2 separate regions of the Hordeum vulgare genome follow, and region 1 is linked to region 2. Evidence: chromatin contacts called from public Hi-C data. All regions are on one chromosome and are shown on one strand. The core of a region is the stretch at or near the end of the contact, and the rest is flanking DNA. Distances in the headings are between cores, read along the strand shown.

Region 1 (4,203 bases), core at 442-2,941, 230 kb after region 2:
TATAAGTCATGTTTGTTTGGTTGCCATCTCACTTATAAGTCACCTTCTCATGCAAAAGTGGGTGACTTATAAGTTTTAAGTTGGGGTGTAGCAACTTATGACTTACTAGCAAAAGGGCCCGAGCGTTGCCACGAAAAAAAACATAATCTCCAATGATGGTGACCATATTATGTTCACATATCATCGCTTGATTTAGAAATTTTGTGCACAAATTTATTAACATATCATCGCTTGAAGTAATCTTTACATTTTCAAAAAATATATATCATGGTTGTCAAAAATCTTGGTAACTCAAAGATTTATTCTGAATTTCAAGATTTTTTCTTAGAAAACATACAATAATAATCCGATCCATCCAACAGTTAATTCTTCAAAATTCACACATGTATATTGTCACAAAGACTTAGAAGCATTAATGTTTAACTACATACATTAGAACTTTGTGAACAATTTTACAAATATGGGAACAATTTTAAAATTGAGAACATTTTTTACAATTTACAAACATTTAGTAAAAATCGTGAATATTTTTTATATTTTGAACGGGTTTAAATATTTTCTTTCGAATTGGCGACCAATTTAAGAAAAGACGAACATAATTTTTGATGTTGGAGAATTTTATTTTAAATTCACAAACATTTTTTGAAACGCATGAAGTTTTTCTGAATGAACAAACATTTTTATAAATCAGTAATATATTTATTAAATTCATGGACATTGTTTTGAAATTTGCAAAAGAATATAAAAATTCGACGCTCTTTTTGAACCCTATTTTTAATTCAAAATAAAAATTCGTCAGCATTTTAAATCAAAATTCCTATTTTATAATATGCAAAAGTTTTTGTAATTCTAAATTATTTAAATATAAATAAACAAAAATGGAACGTTAAATAAAAAAAGAAACTATCAAAACAGGCATTAGCTATTTTTAAAATTTTAAGACATTTTTTAAATGCATTAACATATTTTTAAATTAGAAATCATTTTGTTAAATGCCTTTAATAATTTTTATTACATGGAATTGTATTTGAGATCATGGACTTTTCTTATTGTACAAACATTTTTCTAAAATTGCAAACATTTTATTGTGTATGCGAGCATTTTTCACAAAACTTCGAGCAGTTTTTGAAGTCACAAACATTTTAATTTTTTAAATATGTTGATTTATAATTTTCAGTTTATTAAAATATTAAAGATTATTTGAAGTTTTTAATTATTTAAAATAAAAAAATAAAACGAAACTGAAAATAAATAAATAAACGGAACTAAAAGCAGGCGCATGTGCATGGGCCGGTCCATATGGTGTGCTGGAAATTCTTCCAGCATGCAGAAGGTAATATAGAAGGTTTTTACATGGGCCGGCCATTTTTTGCTTTGTGAAACGTTTTTAATTACTTATCGATGGCATGGTAAGTAATTTATGCAAACTTTAGGAATAATTTTCAAGACGATCAGAAACAGTATTTGCTTTATTATTAGGGAGAGATAAGTTGGGGTGACTTATAAGTTGGGTCTGTTTGGTAAAATAAGTCACTTTTACACTTTTTAGCTTATAAGTTGGTGACTTATTTGGAACCAAACAGGGTCTTAAGGTTTGTTTTTGACTTTTTCCTATTTCAAAATTAACCCTATCCAGCCCTCCCGTACCCTGTTTCTTAAAAAAAAAAAGCCCTCCCGCACCCAACAGCCATGACGGCGCGAGGAAGAAGCAGCCCTCGCCGGCGGCTGACCGCAGCTCCCCTCTCCCTGTAATCCTCACCGCCATCCATCCCCGGCCCTAGCCTCCTCTGTCATCCGGCCTTCTCCTGCCTGGTCGCGTGCCTGGGCAGCCCGGCGCCCGGCGCCCGTCGACCGCAGCTCCCCTCTCCCTCTAATCCTCTCCGCCATCCATCCCCGGCCCTAGCCTCCTCTGTCGCCCGGCCTTCTCCTGCCTGGTCGCGTGCCTGGGCAGCTCGGCGCCCGGCGCCCGTCAATCCTCTCCGAGGGCGGCGCCTGGCTGGGCTCCGGCGCCATCCGGCCCGCAGCCGCAGCTCGCCTCGTCCTGCGTCCCTGCTCTGCCTCGCCCTCCTGTCCTGCTCGCCTGCCCCGGGACTCCCGCGTGCCTCCATTGGCACGGGTTGCAGGTGCCCCAACCTGCTCGGCCGCCCCTCTCTCGGCAGTGCCCGGCTCCTCTGCCTGCAGCAACTTGCTGCCAGTCACTACATCACAACAGCAGAAGGTAAACCCCCCCCCCCCCCCCCCCCCCCCCCCCGGTTTTCCATGAATTTTCTCATTGCAAGTGCAGCAAATTTAGATTTTGCTGTGTTTATGTGTTTCAGAAACGATTCCATGGGCGATTACAAGGTAGAAATAGATGTTCAGTCTTACTTGACGATTGTAGACGGCAAACGAGTGTACAAAAGGGGCTATATTGTTGTTGGATGATGCAAAGTAAGATTATGTTGAGTTGGTGATGTTTTCATGTCAATTGGCTGTTAAAATGTTGCACCGTAGCTGCTTTTTGTTTGCTGAAATGTATACTTGGGCTGTGAAGAGGTAAGGGCATAGAAGTCTTCTTTGGATGGTGTTAGTCTTAGTCACTAATGGTATTTTGGCAAGAGAAAACTGAAAGTAGTGCTATATTGGCATGTTTGTTTTTCATAGTGGTATTTTGGCAAGTTTGGTTTCTCATAGTGGTATTTTGGCTATTGTCTCTAATTGTGGGCCACAAGGAGCAGCCGAGCAGCAGCGGCACAACAGTAACCACCGGATTGCCAGCATCATCCATCGCACAGCCAAGAACCACCCAGCCAGAGGTCCTGCAGTAGGTAATTTTCTTTCTTTCTCTAAATTCTTAGCTATTACTACCTCCGTCTGAGTTTATTAGTCCTTGTGTTCTTGGTCATATTTTAACCACGAGTAGCAATTTAATAGCTGTACATGGTATTGAGTCCTTGTAATGCGCCCACAAATCATATGAAACATGTGTACTTCTTCTCGTCAATTTTGGTGAGCTGTTTGGTAGTATTCACCACCGGGCCGCTAGGCATGAAGCTATTGGAGATGCTTGCCGGGCTCACAGCATCTTCGGTGATTTTGTTGAGTTTGATGTGTCTTACTTGTATATGTATTAATTATAGGACTGATTCAGATATGTTTCATTAAAGCTGACTCCAGCTTCTTGCACTTGTGTGCAGAAGATGGTTGCTGTAGATTTTTTTTAAATTGAATTCAAATATTTGTTTTCTTGCATCCGGCAAGTCATCTGGGTTCCCTGATGGTCGGCCTCCAGACATGGTTTGTTGTTTCTTCTTGAGCCACTGTTGTTGTGGGAGTTTCTTGTCAATGCTCCTTCTGAACATTATATTTCTTTAAATCAATATGTTTAATTCATATATGCAACTAGAATTAATATTTGGTATGACTTCTTTTGTTTTATGTTTGGCTGTTGTTCTTGTAAAAAATGTTGAGCGCTGAGTAATGTCTAATGAAGTAGTACGATTCACTGGAATTTTAAATAAATTGTGTACTCATTTGCTGGCACACCCAGCTATTTCTGTGTAGCTCCGCTAGTGCTCTCATGGCGAGCAAGCCAAGCAGCGCCATGGCGGCGGCCTCTTTGGAGGGTGGCGGCGGAGTAACGCGCTTGGAAGCCCTGGTCATGGACAAGGTGGCAGAGGCCGCCGACGCAGTCGCCACAGCGTCGAGCGCCGGTGAGGTGGTCCGCGCGATCCATGCCGTTGCTGTCCTACTCTTCCCCGTGGACTCGGCCACCGTCGCTGGTGAGGCTCCAAATCCTAGCCCCACTCACCCCCACTCCCATCTCTCCTTCGCGTCCTTGAAGGTCTCTGACTCGCTCTCCTCTGTGTGCGCTCTCTTGCAGGCACCTTGGACGAGCCTATCAAAAGCCAGGTGAGAATGGAAGCCTTATTTCCACTCATTCGATCATAATAATTAGGTTTTCATGCCTAGAATGCTCCAGGAAGCTACTGCAAGTCAAAACACAAACTGGAGTAATGGCAACTCCTGTTTCTGCACAGTCCAGGTTCTCCAGGAGGCTACAATGATTATCTCAAATATACAATCTAGATTGGACTTTAGAGAAGTTACTCTGGGAAGAATTGCCCCCTAATTGTACTGCAGTTATTTATAAGCTCTTTCAGTAAATAAGCATAAACAAACCTTGGAACATGAATTTATTTAAAAGAAAAAAAAGCCTTGGAA
Region 2 (4,247 bases), core at 1,439-3,938:
GAGATCTTTTCATCAATAGCATGTTTTAGCTTCTCTATCTCAGAGTTCTTCTCATCGAGGACTCGCTTGAGTCCTTCACGCTCTTGTACCAAACCTTTCCCCTTTTTCACAGCCATTGACAGCTTCTCTCTAAGCAACGATGATTTTTCCTCCACCTTTTCAAACTCTTTCTGTAACGAGTCCTTTCCATTTTTCAAAACATAAACCGCCTCTGTCATTTTTTGTAGTTCACCTGATAGTCTCATTCTCTCAGATCTATCAGTCATGTCTTCTTCAAGAATTAATTTACAAAGTGTTAATTCCTGATGTAGGGTATACACTAGTGCTTGTAACTTCTCTACACTTTCACACACAACAGGAGAGGATTTTGCTCTTCGCTGGATGCTGCTTAGGCACTGCTCCACCAATTTGGTAGTCTCCAGGGGCTCATTGTCCTCCCATTTGACATCAGAACCCTCTGCAAATGCCTTTACAAGCTCAGTATTCTGCGATGAGATAACAGATAATTTATCAACAGCAGCATTGTATAGGGACATTAATTCAGATTGTTCATTTGCAAGTATGTCCTTTTCCTGCTTCTCTTCCAATAGAACTATGGTTAAACGGTCAATTTCCTCATGCATTGAGACCAGTTTTGATTCATGTGCAGACAGCCTATGAAGAGCTTCAGAAGACTCATTCCGCATCCGCACCGCATCATCTTTGGCCTGGCCCAGTGAGTTGACTAGCCAAGTGATTTGTGAATCAAGTTCACCAGTTAAGACTGAGTGTGGAAAGTCAACCGAGCCTAGAATATCTTTAACTTTCCTGTGCTCCAAGAAGACCATGTCAGCAATTTTCTTTTGTTCAACCAACCATTCCAATCTGTCAATCATCTCCAAGGAAAGCAGATCCTCTGGAAATGTTGCCTCTGACATAACCTCTCCGATGCGTTGAAGAACCCCATCACTTATTGTAAGTGCGGTGTTTGCGTCATTTAATTGCTCAATGCTTGCCTTAGCAGCTTCCCATGCGTTGTATGTTTCTCTAAGCTCGTCCAAACATTTCTCATGTTCCACTGACTTTTCATCTAGCAACATCTTAAGCTCCTCAATCCTGCCCTCAGATTCTTGCAAGGAATCAGACCTCTGTTGCAATTCCACCATGCACCTCTCCAGCTCACCTGTTTTTTCAGCCAGTGTCTGCTTTAAGGAATCACGATGCTGCACCAACGACTTGCCCTTTGTGACAGCCATGGTGAGCTTCTCTTTAGTAGCTGATAATTTATGCTCCATCTGCTCAATTTCTGCCTTTGTTTTGCCTGCTTCAGCAATTGCTACCTCTCGAGCAGCTTTCGTTTTCTCAAGCTCTTCGGTAAGGATTTTGTTTTCTTCCATGGAAGTTTTCAACTTTTGTATGAAATTTGCTTCGTTTCTCTTGCTACTGACCAATTCCTCTGAAACATTACCGAAAAGAGTGGCGTGATCGCATTGACCCGTGGCCACAAAACCAGGCTTAACCTCTGCCAACACTTGCTCGAGTTGTTCAATGCCCAATAAAGCTTGCCTGTACCGCTCTGTTAGCAACGAAGTCTTCCTTTCAACAGCAGATATCCCGTCTTGATCAGCACCCTCAAAACTGAGGGCATCTTTCCCAACCACGGCATCGAGCGATGCAACCATTCGCCCAATTGTTAGTTCTGAAACTTGCCTCCACGAACCAAGGTATGCATCCACAACCTCTTTTGACACTTGAACCTCAGCAGCCCTGGCACGTAAGCTGTCAACCTCCTCCTCCCTGGAACGCACCATTGAATTCAGTTCAAGCACAAGTCTGGAGCAATCATCCAGCATCAAGTGCAGTGGTGCCCTCTCATCAGGATCATCTGCATGCAACGAACTTGACACTTCCCGCCCCACCAGCTCCTGTAGCATTCTCCGTAGCGTCGCTGCCTCCCGTGCACACACATCTCTCTCTTCCTGAACCAAGCCCAGTTCGCGTCATCTTATAGGCAGAGAATGGAGCTGGCAGGTCGCAATTCACGTGCAAAATAACACGAACTGAACTAGTGTGAAAAGCAAAAGGAAGCAATACCTTGTACTTGCGGCACTCGGCAGCGGCGCTAGACTCGTCCGGGAAGTCGATGACTGCGATGGATTCATCGAGCGAGCGAGCGGTTGCGAGGTCGTCAGGGGCATCCTCGAAGGTCTCGCCGCTGGTGGCATCGTCGGCGGGCATGCTGACGAAGATACCGGCGTCTGGGTCTGCCCCGGGGCTCCGCGCATCCTACACGGTGCAGAGGCAGGAGGTTCCGTAAGCCGTTCCGTTTGTTCGTGTGGACCCGGGTGTCAAAATGGAGGTGGCAGAGCGGTTGGAACTGGCTGCGGTGGTGATGATACCTGCGAGGGGAGCTCGACGAGGACGCCGTCGCTGCTGCCGCCCTCGTCGGAGTGTGCCCGGACGCGCGGCGGGGAGCGTCGGCGGGCGGAGGACGAGGAGGAAGAGGACTTGGGGGAGGAATCGGAGTCGGAGTGGTCGGCCATGGCGGCACCAGATCTGGGCCGGATCGGGCTGGTGGATCCGATCAAACCATCGCCGAGGAGGAGGGAGAAGGAATTGGGGGAGACGATGGCGCGTGGGCCCGATCGGGGGGTGCGCGGAGCAGAGCTGCGAAGGTTGCGGAAGGCCCCGAGCTGACAAGTGGGGTTCACGTGGCAGTGCGAGTAGGGCGGTGATTTGTCACATCCGGTGCCTCTTGGAGTAGGTAGGACCACGACGGCCCACCTGTCGGTCAAGGCTTCCGTGCGACGTTGGGGCACTTTGTTGATTCGTGAACACTCGTTGACCACTGTATGACGTTTCGGTAGGACACAAAACAGATAGCCACAGGGAGTCACCCGAGAGACCAGGCCGCGGTCAGCATAGCCGATAGTTAAGAGAAAAAAAACTCGAGAGGGGAGGGGCAGGTTTCTGTATTTTTATTTTTCTATTTTACGGTTAAAAACTTGTATTGTAGTATTACTCATGGTTCTTCTTAAAGTCCTCCTTGTAAGATCAATGACTTCTGGAGGGCCCCGCCCAACCAGACTATGGTTCACTAAGTGCGTGTTTGGTTTCTCTGCTCGCATCTGCATCGCACTGGGCATGCAAAATCTAACCTGTTTGGTGTCCTGTGGGCGTCCCCAGCCTGGCCCAGCTGATGCAAAAGCAAGCCCCTCAGCCAGGCTGAGAGGAACGCAGGAATCGAGCGTTCCTGCGATGCAGCCTCGCTCTTGCACCTGCGCTTCCACTTAACGCGAAACGGTACACAGAGAGAGACGGCACCGGCGGCCGCATCGCGCAGCGCGGAGGGAAGGAAGGAGGCATGGAGTACGCGGTGGTGGGGGCGGGGGCCGGGGGCTACTACTATTACCCGCCCGCGCAGCCGCAGCCGCAGACGCTCCGCCGCTGCCCGCGCCCGACCGCCCGCTGGGTCAAGCACTAGTACGCCCCCGCCCCCTCCCCGCCCCGCCCCTCTAATGTCCGTCTCTCAGATCGCCGCCGCGCCGGAACGACCGACCGACTGACTGTCGTTGTGTTGCAAGATCTCGCCTCCCCCGGCTCCAAGTGCGCCCTCTTCAAGTGGGTCACCCCCCCGGATCGATGCGACCGTGCCGCTGGACGTCCATGCTCATGCGCTCGCCAGCGCCTGGATGTGTGTGCTTGCAGGCGCTGCGTCGGAGAGGAAGACGCACCTGTGCTGGATCGGCCCGACCACCCGTGGTCGCGGCGGCGCCATGGGACGCTAGTGGTGCAGGAGTTCATCGATTTCTCATACAGACTTCCAAACACCATCTCACATTGTCCTGTCCAACATCATGCAAACAACCAAACATACATCTCTACCCGTTTTTGCATCAGGTTAACCTGGCTAGACTCAGTCGGGATGGTGGATACGATGCAGCGTGAGGCTATGCATTTAACCAAACACGCCCTAAGAGCATCTCTAAGAGCATACCCATATTTTGGGTAGTCAAAACCATTATGGATAGAGAAGAGAAGGTTTGGGTATCCAAAAAAAATTCTGCTTTTCAAGCTTACCCATATTTGGATACCCAAAAACTTGATAGCCCATTCTTTGTGCTTCTAGTTCTATTTGTGCAAATGCAACCGAATCACAAATACAATCAATTCAAACGTGCTAAATTAAAATTCCCAAATTGTCAAACAAATAGTGCATATTACAACACAATGTTCATCAAATCAAACACAAATGTTAAACGAAACCG

The links. Hi-C and Micro-C count contacts between places; a contact is called where the count stands out from the background.
Region 1: a contact with region 2 is called in a Hi-C map of seedling, with 6 times the contacts expected there. The contact joins the promoter of LOC123401502 here to the promoter of LOC123402361 in region 2. A contact is called at or near these places in 2 of 6 Hi-C or Micro-C datasets (leaf and seedling) and 1 of 1 datasets of contacts at active chromatin or transcription factors (embryo).

The regions. Positions count from the first base shown.
Region 1 is chr6H:335,272,182-335,276,384 of MorexV3_pseudomolecules_assembly, forward strand. It overlaps LOC123401502 (telomere length regulation protein TEL2 homolog), which reads left to right and starts at 1,692. Exons shown (of 15, transcript XM_045095326.1): 1 at 1,692-2,218; 2 at 2,718-2,807; 3 at 3,544-3,761; 4 at 3,863-3,891. The coding sequence starts at 3,560.
Region 2 is chr6H:335,045,068-335,049,314 of MorexV3_pseudomolecules_assembly, forward strand. It overlaps LOC123402361 (restin homolog), which reads right to left and starts at 2,689. Exons shown (of 8, transcript XM_045096282.1): 1 at 2,379-2,689; 2 at 2,074-2,265; 3 at 1-1,958. The coding sequence starts at 2,522.